Regions from separate parts of the Sus scrofa genome. Here region 2 is linked to region 1. Evidence: chromatin contacts called from public HiChIP or PLAC-seq data. All regions are on one chromosome and are shown on one strand. Each heading gives the region's core, a stretch centred on a gene start, on an enhancer-like site or on the middle of the called end of the contact. The rest is flanking DNA. Distances are from core to core; before and after follow the strand shown. Region 1 has its middle 50 kb from the start of PRKCQ. Region 2 overlaps PRKCQ (protein kinase C theta type).

What was found. HiChIP or PLAC-seq counts read pairs in DNA pulled down with a chosen protein or histone mark.
Region 2: an H3K27ac HiChIP or PLAC-seq map of alveolar macrophages shows a contact between it and region 1. The contact joins two enhancer-like sites. A contact is called at or near these places in 4 of 47 Hi-C or Micro-C datasets (alveolar macrophages, epiblast stem cells, mesenteric adipose tissue and 1 more) and 1 of 2 datasets of contacts at active chromatin or transcription factors (alveolar macrophages).

Annotation. Positions count from the first base shown.
Region 1 is chr10:64,389,717-64,396,067 of Sscrofa11.1, reverse strand. No RefSeq gene overlaps it. Among named protein-coding and RNA genes, the nearest start is that of PRKCQ, 50 kb to the left of the region's middle. Within about 2 kb of position 4,242, at least 1 of the 83 cell types and tissues checked has an H3K27ac peak or open chromatin away from gene starts, as enhancers often do. A contact at or near this core is called in alveolar macrophages, where this site is marked.
Region 2 is chr10:64,577,906-64,584,510 of Sscrofa11.1, reverse strand. PRKCQ (protein kinase C theta type) reads right to left here. Exons shown (of 18, transcript XM_021065023.1): 16 at 2,652-2,840. Among named protein-coding and RNA genes, the nearest start is that of PRKCQ, 140 kb to the right of the region's middle. Within about 2 kb of position 3,675, at least 5 of the 83 cell types and tissues checked have an H3K27ac peak or open chromatin away from gene starts, as enhancers often do. A contact at or near this core is called in alveolar macrophages, where this site is marked.

The DNA of each region.
Region 1 (6,351 bases), core at 2,993-5,492:
TTGTAGTAGGAGAATGAATAGTTGGAGCAGAGAGGATTTGGGGGGCAAAAAAATTCTTTGCGCGATGCTGTAGTGATGGAGATATGCCGTTATAGATTTGTCCAAACTTGTAGCATGAGCAAGTCAAGAGTGAACTCTAATGTAATCTCCAGATGCGGTGTGATAATGGTGTCAGTGTAGATTCACCAGCTGTTCCAGTCTGTCGGGGAGGCTGCTGATGGGGAGGCTGTGCCTGTGTGGGGTTGGGGGTATCTGGGATATTTCTGGACATTCTCAATTTTGCTGTGAACCTAAAACTGCCTTTTTTCTTTCTTTCTTTCTGTTTAGGGCCACACTCAAGGCATATAGAGGTTCCCAGACTAGGGGTAGAATCAGAGCTACAGCTGCCAGCCTACCCCACAGCCACAGCAACTCGGGATCTGAGCCATGTCTGCAACCTACACTGCAGCTCACAGCAATGCCGGATCCTTAACCCACTGAGTAAGGCCAGGGATCAAACCTGCATCCTCATGGATGCTAGTCAGATTCATTCACCACTGAGCCATGGCAGGAACTCTTAAAACTGCTTTTTAAAAATTCTAAAAAAAAAAAAAAAATCAAACAACAAATGTTACTTATAATTCTTGTCCTCCATACATAGTGTGTCATTTTTCTGTCTGCTTTCAAGATTTTCTTTGTACTTTGGTTTTTACTAGTTTGCCTGTGATAACGCTTATTGCCAAGTTTGTTTGTTTTATTTTCTTCCTGTTAGAGATCGCCGAGTTTTTTGGATTTTTAAGATTATCTTTTCATACATACCATATTTCTGTACACACTGTATGTTTCATACAGTATGAAAGAAATGAATGTTTAAATGTTTTTAAAAATATTTTAAGACATTTATAGGGAGAAATTTTAGAAGTAAATTTGTGAATAGAACGATCCAGTACTAAGATATTATTGCAAAAAGGGAGAGTAGGAAAAATCATATACATTTGATGCAAAGTATGATTTATAAAGTAAAACTTTTATTGAAACGAAAAGGGTAAGCCAACGAATTTGTAAAGCAAACATTTCTTTGAATTACTTATAATTTTATTCTTAGAATAGCTATTATTTACATGCATCCATTCAGTAGATTGGGAGATGATTCAGATTCTTATCCTGACAACATTTTTCTTCTGTTTATCTCCTTTAATCTTTCCTTTTTTTTAAATCTATAGTCTACCTGGAACCTGGCATTTCTAATATATCTCAGATATTATTTTTTGAAACTAGAATAAAAATGTAAGATCTAATACTAAACATTTAAATGAAGGTTGGGAATTAACACTAATATATCTTATCTTCAAAACTGAGATTCATAAAATGCAGAATTTATTGATGTCATCTTTTGCAAATTAAAAAACTCAAAGAATAAGAAAATAGATTTATGATAAATCAGAGGTATTGTCCATTCAAATTGAGTGTATCAGGAGAGGAGAGAGGAATATTGAGAGTAACAAGAGAAAACTTCATCTTACATAAAAAAGTTATTCACCCTAAGCAAGTTCTTTTTTTAGAAGTAATTATAAGAATCAGATTTCTTTTGTCATCTTTTCTCTAGTTTGTATAATTTACCTCTGGTTAACCTATATTTCTAAAACCTGAGTCATGAGATGTTTTAAATGAATGAAGAACAGTTTTTAATAAAGATGACATCAGTATTACTTTTTATATATGCTTTATCCTTATATAATGTATTGCATTTCCCCAGTGCTTTTTTAGACTTGGGAGTCCGATTCATAGCAGGAGCAGAAAGCCTGATCTCCATTGTTGTTACATTTTGAGCTTCAGAAGCAAACCTTCTCTCTTCTGAAATTAAGCTTCGGCAACCTTTTTTGTTTTGGAGCATCCTTCCTCTCCCTACACATACGTACTTATCATCACAGAATCTCAAAGTCTGCGCTGGTCCTTCACCTCTTACTTGCAGGTCCATTCCTCACCCTGCCCATGCTCTGCTCAGTACTTGACCTCTGCAGGATGTTTCTCAGGATCCCATGTCAATTGGCTGTCCATTGGGTGCAGCTAATTGATGAGAAATTGGAGAGTTGGGGACTGGAGAAGATGGGGCATTGCTTTCCTTCCCCAGTCTCAGGGGGTGTGTCCTGTAGCAGCTGCACCTCGTTGAAGTTCTAACTCCCAGCAGACACACCTGAGGTGGTCCCAGCTTCCATTAGGTGGTGCTGGTCTCAGGTCTCAGGTGGCTCTGCTTTTTCCTTTTGTCCCCAGCCTAAGCGCAGTCCCGACTTCCTGCTGTTGCTAATCTCTGAGTTATTTGATCCCTTTCACCAGCCATGTAACCACTTCTCTGAGTAAATCCCCTTGTTATAAGTATTTGGGAAGCTTTTTTTTCCCCACTTGGTTAAACACTAATGGATACAATCACTTAAAATTTGCCTTATTCTGTAATCGCTGTAACAGTACCTATTATCATAATTTCAATGGTGGGCCAGGGGTCAATGCAAAACTTCATTTTTTAAAAATTTCTTACGGAGAATGAAATGCATTTGTATTAAGAGCTCATTTGTATTAAGAGCTACTTACTAGTAACTTAGTAAGTGGACTATTAAAAGTTACAAACATTTAGTAACTTATAGTGGCTTGCCTATATATATTCATTTAGCAACACAGTTATTTACAAGATGGGGTTTTTATCTCTGATTAGCTTGTGAGCTTCAAATTGGACCAGGTATTACATGCTAAATTTAAAAATTAAATTTAAAAAATTTAAATTTAAAAAATTTAAATTAAAAAAATTTAAATTAAAAAATCAAATTAAAAAATTTAAATTTAAATTAAAAAAATTTAAAGACAGATGCACTTTGCCATGCACATGAGATGAGTGATAAGTACAACATTGTCAATCAAAGATACTCCCATAAAATTAAATTAAAAAAATTAAAAAAATAAAATGTTTTTCCTTTTTTGAAAAATACTGTTTCCTGGAACCTAATCCAGAATCATGGGTGACTCACTGGAGAAGGGGGGACCAGGATTCTGTGCTTTGAACAGCCTTCTTTGGTGACTCTATATCAGTTAAATTCTCATTTTCATTATGGGTGTTTGGGCAGACAGTGTGGCAAGAAGTCTGAACATAAAAACCATTTTCCAAAGCCCGAGTTGACAGACTGCTTGCTTCCTGCCCTTCACTGCTGAGGAAGTTACAGGAACTGGAAATGCACATTGGCCGGGGGCTGAAAGCATCTCCATCCAGCCCAGCCGCTTACGGTGCACAGATGGGGCCCCAGTTCTTTCCCTAAGCTACTGTCTTCTGAGGTTGACTACGAAACACTGAGTCATTCTGAGGTGTGACTGTGTCTGATGGACAGGAAAGGAGGAAAATGTTACTCAGATCAATTAATAAAGAAGTTCTGGAAAGATCTGATATTTCCAGAAAATAAGTCAACCCAGCCACACCACGGGTCCTCTTGGTACTTGTTTTGAATTACCTCCCAGATTCAGTCTGGGTGAGAAACAGGGTCACAGCCACTACTTCATGCAGATGAATCCCTTCCAAAGTTCCCATCAGCTCTTCCTCCGAGCCGCTGGGATTTTTCATGTATATTCACTGGGGCGGGGGGCATTGCCAGTTGCCTTTCGGGGCACCTTCCACCCGTCTGCCTTGGTATTAGGACTTTTAGGTGGGCACAGGCTGCCAGAACAGACGAACTCCTCTTTCAGCTGGGTGTAGCCCTGTGACTTAGCTCTGGCCAGAGGTTAAGAGTGGAAGTGACATATGTAATGTCTGGTTTAAGGGGAAGTGCCGGGCTTTCCACCCTCTTTCTCCTTTCCTCTTCCTGAGGTGCTAGGAGGCAGATGTGGCACGAAGGGTGGGCGTGCTGAGGACTAGGATGAGTGAGCCACTGGAGAGGAGGGGGCGGGGTTTGGTGGCTTCCCAGAGTAGCCCAGGGCATCAGCCAGAATATCAGCCAGGATTTCAAAGGAAAGTGAAAGACACGTCCATTCCACATGAGCCCGAATTCCTGATGCTCACCTCACCCGCATGCTCTCACATGTGAATGCATTACCTTGGCCACCACTGACCATCTGTTCCAGCTGTTTCTGGGCTACAGAGTCTGCCGGGCTTTCGTGGCAGCTGGACAGGTGCTAGAGGTTGGTGAGGTCTGTAAATGGCTGTGAAAGTATTTGCACACAGGCCAGTGGGGCCAGAGGCTGCTTCCCCCACAGCCCGCAAGAGACTGCTTCAATACACACGATGGCTTTTCTGGGTCACTGCTCAAGTCACTGGAATTGCTGGATGCATCAGTGCCCTTTCACCTCTCAGGCAGAGTTAGCTATGTCACAATCCCTGAGTGACCACAGCTTAAGATGATTTCAAGTCAACTGATGGTCAGATAAGTATTGAACAACTCTTATGTTGGGGTCTCTGCCAGATTCTGGCCATAGAAAGACATAAAACAGAAGACTGTGTCTTTGGGGATCTTTTTCTTTTGGGCTGAACCCAGGGCACGTGGAAGTCCCTGGGTCAGGGATCAAACCTGCACCACAGCAGTGGCAACACAAGACCCTTAGCACCCTGAGCCACCAGGGAACTCCAGGATCTTATTTTCAGGATAGAATATGGCGGCATTGAGTTGAACAGTATGTGAGAGCGTTTCCTGCCCAATCTCCCAATGTGTAAATGCAGAAAGATCAAGGCTCAGAGCTGTGATTTGCCCCATCATTTATCCTCTTGAGGTCGTTTTGTCTCCTACTGGTCTTTTCATCATAACACATTGTCCATTGGTCACTCAGAGCAGGGCTTCTCAAACTTTCACGGGCGCAGGAAACACATGGGGTCTTGAACAGCAGGGGTCTTGCTCACTGTTCTAGAGGCTGAGCTCCTGCAGGGCTTGATGTTCCATTTGCCTGGCTGCAGAAGGCCGCCTCCCCGCCGTGTGCTCCTGCTGAGCCCTCATGTGGTAGAGGGAGAGGACAGCCAGCTGCCGGAGTCGCTTCTGACAAGGACATTCATACTCCAGGACCAGGGTCCCACTCAGGACTCCGTTAACCCTAATTATGTCCTTACTCCAAATACAGACACCTCGATGGGGGTGCTGTTGTAGCTCAGTGGGTTAAGGGCCCGACGTTGTCTCCATGAGGACATGGGTTCGATCCCCGGCCTCACTCTGAGGGTCAAGGATCTGGCATTGCCATAAGATATGGCATAGTTTGCAGATGCATCTCAGATCTGGTACGGCTGTGGCTGTGGTGTAGGCAGGCAGCCACAGCTCCAATTCAACCCCTGGTCAGGAACTTCCATATGCTGCAGGTGTGACGATAAAAAGAAATCAATCAATCAATCAATAAAAATACAGACACATTGGGGGTTGGGGTTTCAGTGTATGGACTTTGTGGGGGATCTGATCCAGTTCACAGCAGCTCCCTTAGGTAAGAGGACAATCTGAGCTGTCATTCACCCTAAATGGAAAGGGCTGGAAATTAAGCCTAAGAAGCTCTTTCAAAGCAGCCTCTGGATGATTCTCTTCCTGGAGACCATGGGAAATATAAACCGTGGGAAGACGACAGGAAGGAAAGCTTTTTGGAAATACGCTCTTGGCAAAACTCACTATGTGCCCGAGATCAATGTCTTCTTCACAAAGTTTGTTTGTTTGTTTTTGATCCTTAAAGGTCTTCCTCTTTTTTCCCGTCTGTATAGGCAATCCACATGCAGATTCTTGCTTCAGGTCTTAGACCCTTTTCTTTCCTTGTGTGCGGAAAAAAAGTGACACTGTGTTTGGGTCGCCATGATGACCAGAGGAAATAATGGCCTCACTTGCTTTGGAGACAATCAAGGAAGGGAAGTGTCGGGGAGAGGCGCTTTGTCCTTGGCCATCTGGGTGGCAGGGCAGAAGGAGCTCCACGGTTCTAAGATCCGACGCCCGGGCAGCAGGTGTTCGTTCCGTGGAGCATCAGAGCTGACTGCTACCCTGTGGGGTGAAAATACCATCCTTCCCACTGAGGGACCCCACCGAGAGGCCCTTTTAGCAACTTAGCTTTGGAGCTTAGGTGTTGGAGCTTTAGTTCACGCCTGGATGGTGGATCGCCATCGGGTATGTATAAATCACCTGAGTTTCTGGAATGTTAATGAAATAACTGATTTATCATATGACTTCCATGACATTGAATGAGTAATGCTGAAGCACAGAGGCATATCCTGAAGGCTGTTTACAGCCACTGAATTTATTTCTCACATTAATCCTTTCCGGCAAGACACGCTCACATCCTATCTGTGTGTTTCTATCCTAAATCACAAGAGCAACGATTCCTTTCCTGTGCAGACTTTGATAAGCTTGCAAACATGTCTCGTTTCTTTTCTCTTGTAACTCT
Region 2 (6,605 bases), core at 2,426-4,925, 190 kb before region 1:
CGTCAAAGATGTCCCCAGGGACAGGGATTTCCAAAACACCTGTCTGAATCCCATAGAAAGCCTTGGCTTGAAAACCCAATGGATTCCAAGAGCATGAAGCCCCCCAGCCGTGGAAGAGCAGTTCTTTCTCCTCCTCATCCCTCCATCCTCTCCCTGTGTTTGGTCGGAAATAGAAACACAGGAGATGGGGAAGAGGGGGACACGCATGCAGGACACAATGTGAACAGACTCCCTTTTCCAAAGGTGGGTGGCGGCCATGCGCCTGCCCAGCGGAAAGGGAGTGGGAGTCTGTGCTTTTAAGATGGACATGATGGGAGTTGCCGTCGTGGCTCAGTGGACACCGAATCTGACTAACATCTATGAGGACGCAGGTTGGATCCCTGGCCCCCGCTTAGTGGGTTAAGGATCTGGCATTGCCGTGAGTTGTGGTGTAGGTTGCAGATGCGGCTTGGATCCTGTGTGGCTGTGGCTGTGGTGTAGGCCAGCAGCTGCAGCTTTGATTCAACCCTTAGCTTGGGAATCTCCATGTGCTGCATGTGCGGCCCTAAAAAGACAAAAAACAAAAGAACAAACCAAAACCTTTAAGATGGGTGTGATGACTTATGTCTTGGACAGAACAGCTTTGCTTTCTTGGCTGAGATGGTGTCTCATAATGTAGGAGGGACGAGAAGTTGGTCTTTTATCTAAAAGTGAGCTGAAAATCACTTGTTCTATCCAAGCCTTCAGCCAGGGCAGGGAAAGATTTTTTTCATGGTAAGTTTCCGGTGTAGAGCATTATAATTCAGCCTCTGCACCCACTCCAGCGTGATCACCACCAAAGCCTGGTTACCCCTCCTTCACCACAGCGTTGCCCCCTTCACCCAGCATTGCCCACCCTGCCCCTTCTCCTCTGGTGACCATCAATCTGTTCTCGGTATCCATGAGTTTATTTTTTAGGTTCCACGTGAATGAAATCCCACAGTAATTGTCTTTGTCTTATTTCACTGGCACAAGACCCTCTCCATTCGTGGTGTTGCAAATGGCAGCATTTCACTTTTTTTGGCTAATGTTCCATTGGGTATACATTCCACCTCTTCATCTGGTCGTCTATTGACAAACACTTGGATTGTTTCCATTTCTTGGCTATTTCAAAGAAGGCTGCAATGAACATAAGGGTACATATATCTTTTCCAATTCGTGTTTTCATGCTCTTTGAATAAATACCCAGAAGTGGAATACGATATGAGTGTATTGTCATTCTAGTCGTAACTTTTTGAAGGATCTCCATACTTGCTTCCACAGTGGCTCCACCAGTTGACATCCCACCAGCAGTGGTCTTCCATCATTGGAGTTCCATTTTTTCACATCCTTGCTGGTACCTTCTCCCATCTTCTTCATAGCAGCCATTCTGACAGGTGTGAGGCGATAGCTCACTGTGGCTTTGGTTTGACTTGTAGTTTCCCTGGTTAGTGATGCTGAGCATCTTTTCATGTGCCTATTAGCCATCTTTTCATCTTTGAGAAAATTGTCTATTCAGATCCCTTCATCCATTACATTTTGCTTTTTTAAAATTAAAGTGTAGTTAATTTACAGCGTTGTGCCAATTTCCGTTGTACAGTATAGTAACCCAGTGATACACACACATCTTTCATCATGGTTTTTTTTTTTTTTTTCTCATAGTATTTTCCAGCATGTTCTATCCCAAGAAACTGGATATGGTTCCCTGTGCTATACAGCAGGACCTCACTGCCCATCCATTCTAAATGTCAGTTTGCATCTGCTAACCCCAAACGCCCCGTCCATCCCACTCCCTCCCCCTCGGCAACCACAAGTCTGTTCTATATCTCTGTGAGTCTGTTTCTTGTCTGTGGATAGGCTCATTTGTGCCATATTTTGGATTCCACGTATAAGTGCTATCATATGGTATTTGTCTTTTTCTTTTTGACTTATCTTGATATGAGAATCTCTAGTTGCATCCATGTTATTGCAAATGGCATTATCTCATTCTTTTTTATGGCTGAGTAGTAGTCCATTGTATATATCTACCATTTTAAAATCAGACTGTCACTGAGCTGTATGAGTTCTTTTATATTTTGGATGTTAATCCCTTACCAAATATGATTTGCAAGTATCCTCTCCCATTCAAAGTTTTCATTTTGATGATTTCGTTGCTGTGCAGAAGCTTTTTCATGTCATGTGGTCCCATGTGTTTCTTCCCACCTTTGTTTCCCCTGTTTATGGGTCAGATCCCCCCAAAATATCTCTGGGACTGATGTTAATGAAGTTACTGCCTATACGTTCTTCTAGGAATTTTATCATTTCGGGTGGACTGAACAGATTTAGTAGGGACTATGGGAAACAAGTTTAAGTTTTAAGCCCCAAATAGCTTTTGTTCAATAGACCCATTACATCTCAAGGTGCGGCTGTTTAAGAGTCCTGGAACTGGTTCCTGGGTGTTTCTTGCACGGGAGGGTCTGAGACTCCTTTTGATAGCTCATGCTCATCCTATCGGTGCCTCAGTTAAAACAAGGGTGCACATCCCCTTTAAATCTGGTTCAGTGCAGTTACTGTTTACTCTGCCAGGTATAAACCCGAACCTAGCAATGGACGGGAGCACCGAGGAGAAAGCCTAGTACTAAACCTAGGAGCGTTTCCTCCAGGCCACTTCTTACCTTCACTAAAAGGTCCTTTGCCTCCTTCTCGAGCCATCGTGGGTAAAAGGGACTGTCCATGCGGATGGAGTGGAACAGCTCCTCTTCATCCTGCCCGTGGAATGGGGACTGGCCGATGAGCATCTCGTAGAGAAGGACGCCGAAGGACCACCAGTCCACAGAGTGGTTGTACTTCTGACCCAGTAGGATCTGCAGGACCAAACGGCAGGGACCTAGTGACTAAAAATGAGCCTCTCTACAAAACAAACAGATTGTGCACACGGAGGGCAGACTTGCGTCTGCCAGGGGCAGGGGTGGGGGAGAGGGGGACAGGCGGGGAGTTTGGGGCTCGGAGATGGAGACGGTTACATTTAGAATGGATGGGTGACGGGGTCCTGCTGTATAGCACAGGGAACTGTGTCTGGTCCCTTGACTTAGAGTGGCTGGGTCACTTTGCTGTACGGCACGAATTGAAGGAACATTATAAATCAACTACACTTTAACCAAAACATGAAAAAAAATAAAAACGAGGTTGGTCTGAACGCCCTGCCTGGATGTCTCAAGGCCACCCAGGCAATAGCTCATGACGAAGACAGCACATGGTTTTACAAAGATTACACTGAAACTTTCGAGAAGCTAGTGACTAGGTAGAAATGAGTGGGCAGTGCCAAAACTGGGCAAACGTTCTTGAGTTTCAACCTCTCTCCTCTCTCTCTCTCTTTTTTTGCCTCTGGCCTTAAGCGAAACAACTGACTTGTCCCGCCAACCTTTATTTTCCCGCACGTGGGTGGCAGATCCAGACCTAAGAGAGCTAGGTTTTCCAGGCCCTTCAGTGCCTTGAGGTGAAGCGCTAAACCAGACCACATGTTGTGTGGCATCTGTGGTCCTGAGTCTCTGCCTAAAACATCAAGCTTCCAAAGAGGTCATCTGACAAAGCCCACCCTTAAAGCTAACAGGTCATGGTTCCGAAGAGTCAAGTTTCGTGACTCTGCTGAGAGAGACCAGGAAAACGAGCTGTTCAAATCCAGAAACCAAGACCTCTCATTGCAACATGCGGTGACACTGTGACACTTGTTAGCAGTGTTTGGAGGGGAAGGAGTCTGGTCGGTCCTTTAGGGAAGTGGATTTAAAGTCTGGAATCCCACCTAACTTTTAAAGAGATTCCTGTCCACATTCCTGGCATAAAAGTCTTCGTATTCTGGCCTTTCAGCAACTTCCTTATTTAACGTGGAAAGATACCGTATTGCCATCCTGCTCAGGGCCTGTCACCCCAACAAAGCAGGCCACGACCGTCTCTAAAACAGCACATACGGCCCATCCGTGGATGAATGGGTCAGCAAAATGCGGTCTCTCCACAGAGCTAAGTATTAACTCAGCCCTAAAGAGGAAGGAAATTCGGACGCACACTTCAACATGGATAAGCTCTGAGGACGTTGCGCAAAGTGAAATCGGCCAGACACACAAAGACAACTGCTGTAGGATTTCACTTATATGACATATCTAGAGAGTCCAGTTTATAGACAGAAAGCGGAATGATGGTTGTCAGGGTTTGTCGGGAAGCAACAGTTGTTTAATGGGGACGGATTTCGGTTGTACAAGATGGAAAGTTCTGGAGACTTGGCTGTGCAACAGTGTGGATATACTCAACGCTAGTGCACTGCCCTCTTAAAAATGGTTACGATTGGGAGTTCCCGTCGTGGTGCAGTGGTTAACGAATCCGACTAGGAACCATGAGGTTGTGGGTTCGGTCCCTGCCCTTGCTCAGTGGGTTAAGGATCCGGCGTTGCCGTGAGCTGTGGTGTAGGTTGCAGACGCGGCTTGGATCCCGCGTTGCTGTGGCTCTGGCGTAGGCCGGCAGCTACAGCTCTGACTGGACCCCTAGCCTGGGAACCTCCATATGCTGAGGGAGCGGCCCAAGAAACGCAAAAAGACAAAAAAAAAAAAAAAGGTTACGATGGTGTATTTTATGGTATATATATTATGTCACTGTGAAAGCCAGTACTGGGGAGTTCCTCTGTGGCTCATGGACTCGCATCCATGAGGATGTGAGTTCGATCCCTGGCCTCACTCATTGGGTTAAGAATCCAGCAGTACCACGAGCTGCGGTGTTGGTTGCAGATGCGATTCAGATCTGGCGTGGCTGTGGCTGTGGCCGGCAGCTGCCGCTCTGATTCGACCCCTAGCCTGGAACTTCCATATGCTACAGGAGTGGCCCCCAAACAAAACAAAACAGTACTTGGTAGGAGCATAAGAGCAATTTGTGAAATGGAGAAGAAAAGTCTTTGTTTTTCATGAATGCTGCTCCCAGGTAGGCTTGGGGCAAAGCTGCTTTATTATCCAAACCCAAGTGAGGATGGGAAAACAGGTTTGAAAGCACCAAATTTAAAAAGCAAGAAGGGACCCTCTTGGCATAGACACCCTTTCCATCCTTCGACTTAAGGCTTAATTCAGTGCATCTAGTGAATGTGTGCACATGCACACAGGCCGTCTTAGGATTGGCTTTTTCTCTTCTTCTTAAACGGGCCTTTGGAATGAATGGCAGGATTGTAGCACTGATGGCTTTAGCAAAGAAAAATGACACTGCAGTTCTAGCCATTTTCATATTTGCTAGGGGAGTGCTGGTGAGCTTTCCGATGTGGCAGAATAATGCTCACAGCAGCCATTTCTGACCCCCCCCCCCCCCCGGTATGTGTCTGGGCAATGAGAGAGGCTTGGAAGCGAGGCTCAGGGAACTGTCTACAGGTCTCTAACACAAGACTTGCTAAGCAAACACACCACCACCAACTGTGATGACCACGCAGATGGTTGCAGGTTCTACAACACTGTGTGGTTTCGGGCAGACTCCTTGAACCCTCTTAACCTCATTTGGGAAAAGTGGTGATGCTGTGGGGTCAGCTTATTACTGGGTGACTGTGACATTCCCGTGAAAAGTAGGAGAGACAAAATGCTCTGCCTCATGGAAATGACTCTGTGTTCTATGTTAAATGGGTGCCAGTTCATCAGGACAGATATTTGTGAAAGTAAGAGTTAAGTTGCAAGCAGAATTTTGCCATCTGCTGCTGATTTCCAGTATAAAGGTGCTACCTATTGGCCTTAACTCAATATTTGGATACTAAAGTTTAGAAAAAAAATGCACTTAGCCCTAAGGACTAGTGTAAAAACAGACCCAGAGAGAATGATAAAATAAAGATGCCCACATAGCACAGTCTTAGTTTAACTAAATTTGCCTTCACTGGGATCCAGCTCACACACAATTCCCAGGATGTGCCACAAGGGGGAGCCCAAGGCAACCAGGAGCTGCTCTGAGTTTGCATTTTGGTAATAACTTCATTTGGCTGGAAAATGAACAGAAATTTGGAGGATAGGAGACAGCTGTGATGGAAATTAAGTCTTCCAAGGCAGGTGATTTTAATAAATATTTTTGGGCTTAAGTTAGGAGGAAGAAGCAAAATGCTGATTCCCATTCAATTACACATTTTGTACAGACAGAATGTTTGCAAATGCCTGCTGGTGTGTCCTGGCTGTTTCCTGGATTTTGTGTGTGTTGTATGTAAGAACCCCTGAGGGAGGTCCTGCTACCCCTGTTTAACAAAGGATGGTGATTGGACCTTAGAGAGGGGACCTGTCTTTGAGGTCTCCTGGTTAGTGAGTTGAAAGCTATGTTCTGGACTCTGGGCTTCTGGCATTTCACTACATGATGTTCCTTTCCTGTTAAAATGTTGTCCCCAGGATTTAGACCTCCACTTAACTTGGCTACACTCAAACTAGTCTATATTTTTAAAGAAACTGGTGGAGAAGCACTGGCTGGAGCGGCCCTTTATCTCAACCCCTGATGCCACCTTATGGCCATGCTGTCTTTTGTCCTGTCCTCTCCCCATCTTTATTCAAGTAATTCCAATAATAATGATGTCACCATGTCATGTCAGCATCCTTCTTTCTCTCTTCGAGCAAGAGAGGGCTGCACCTCCACCCGTC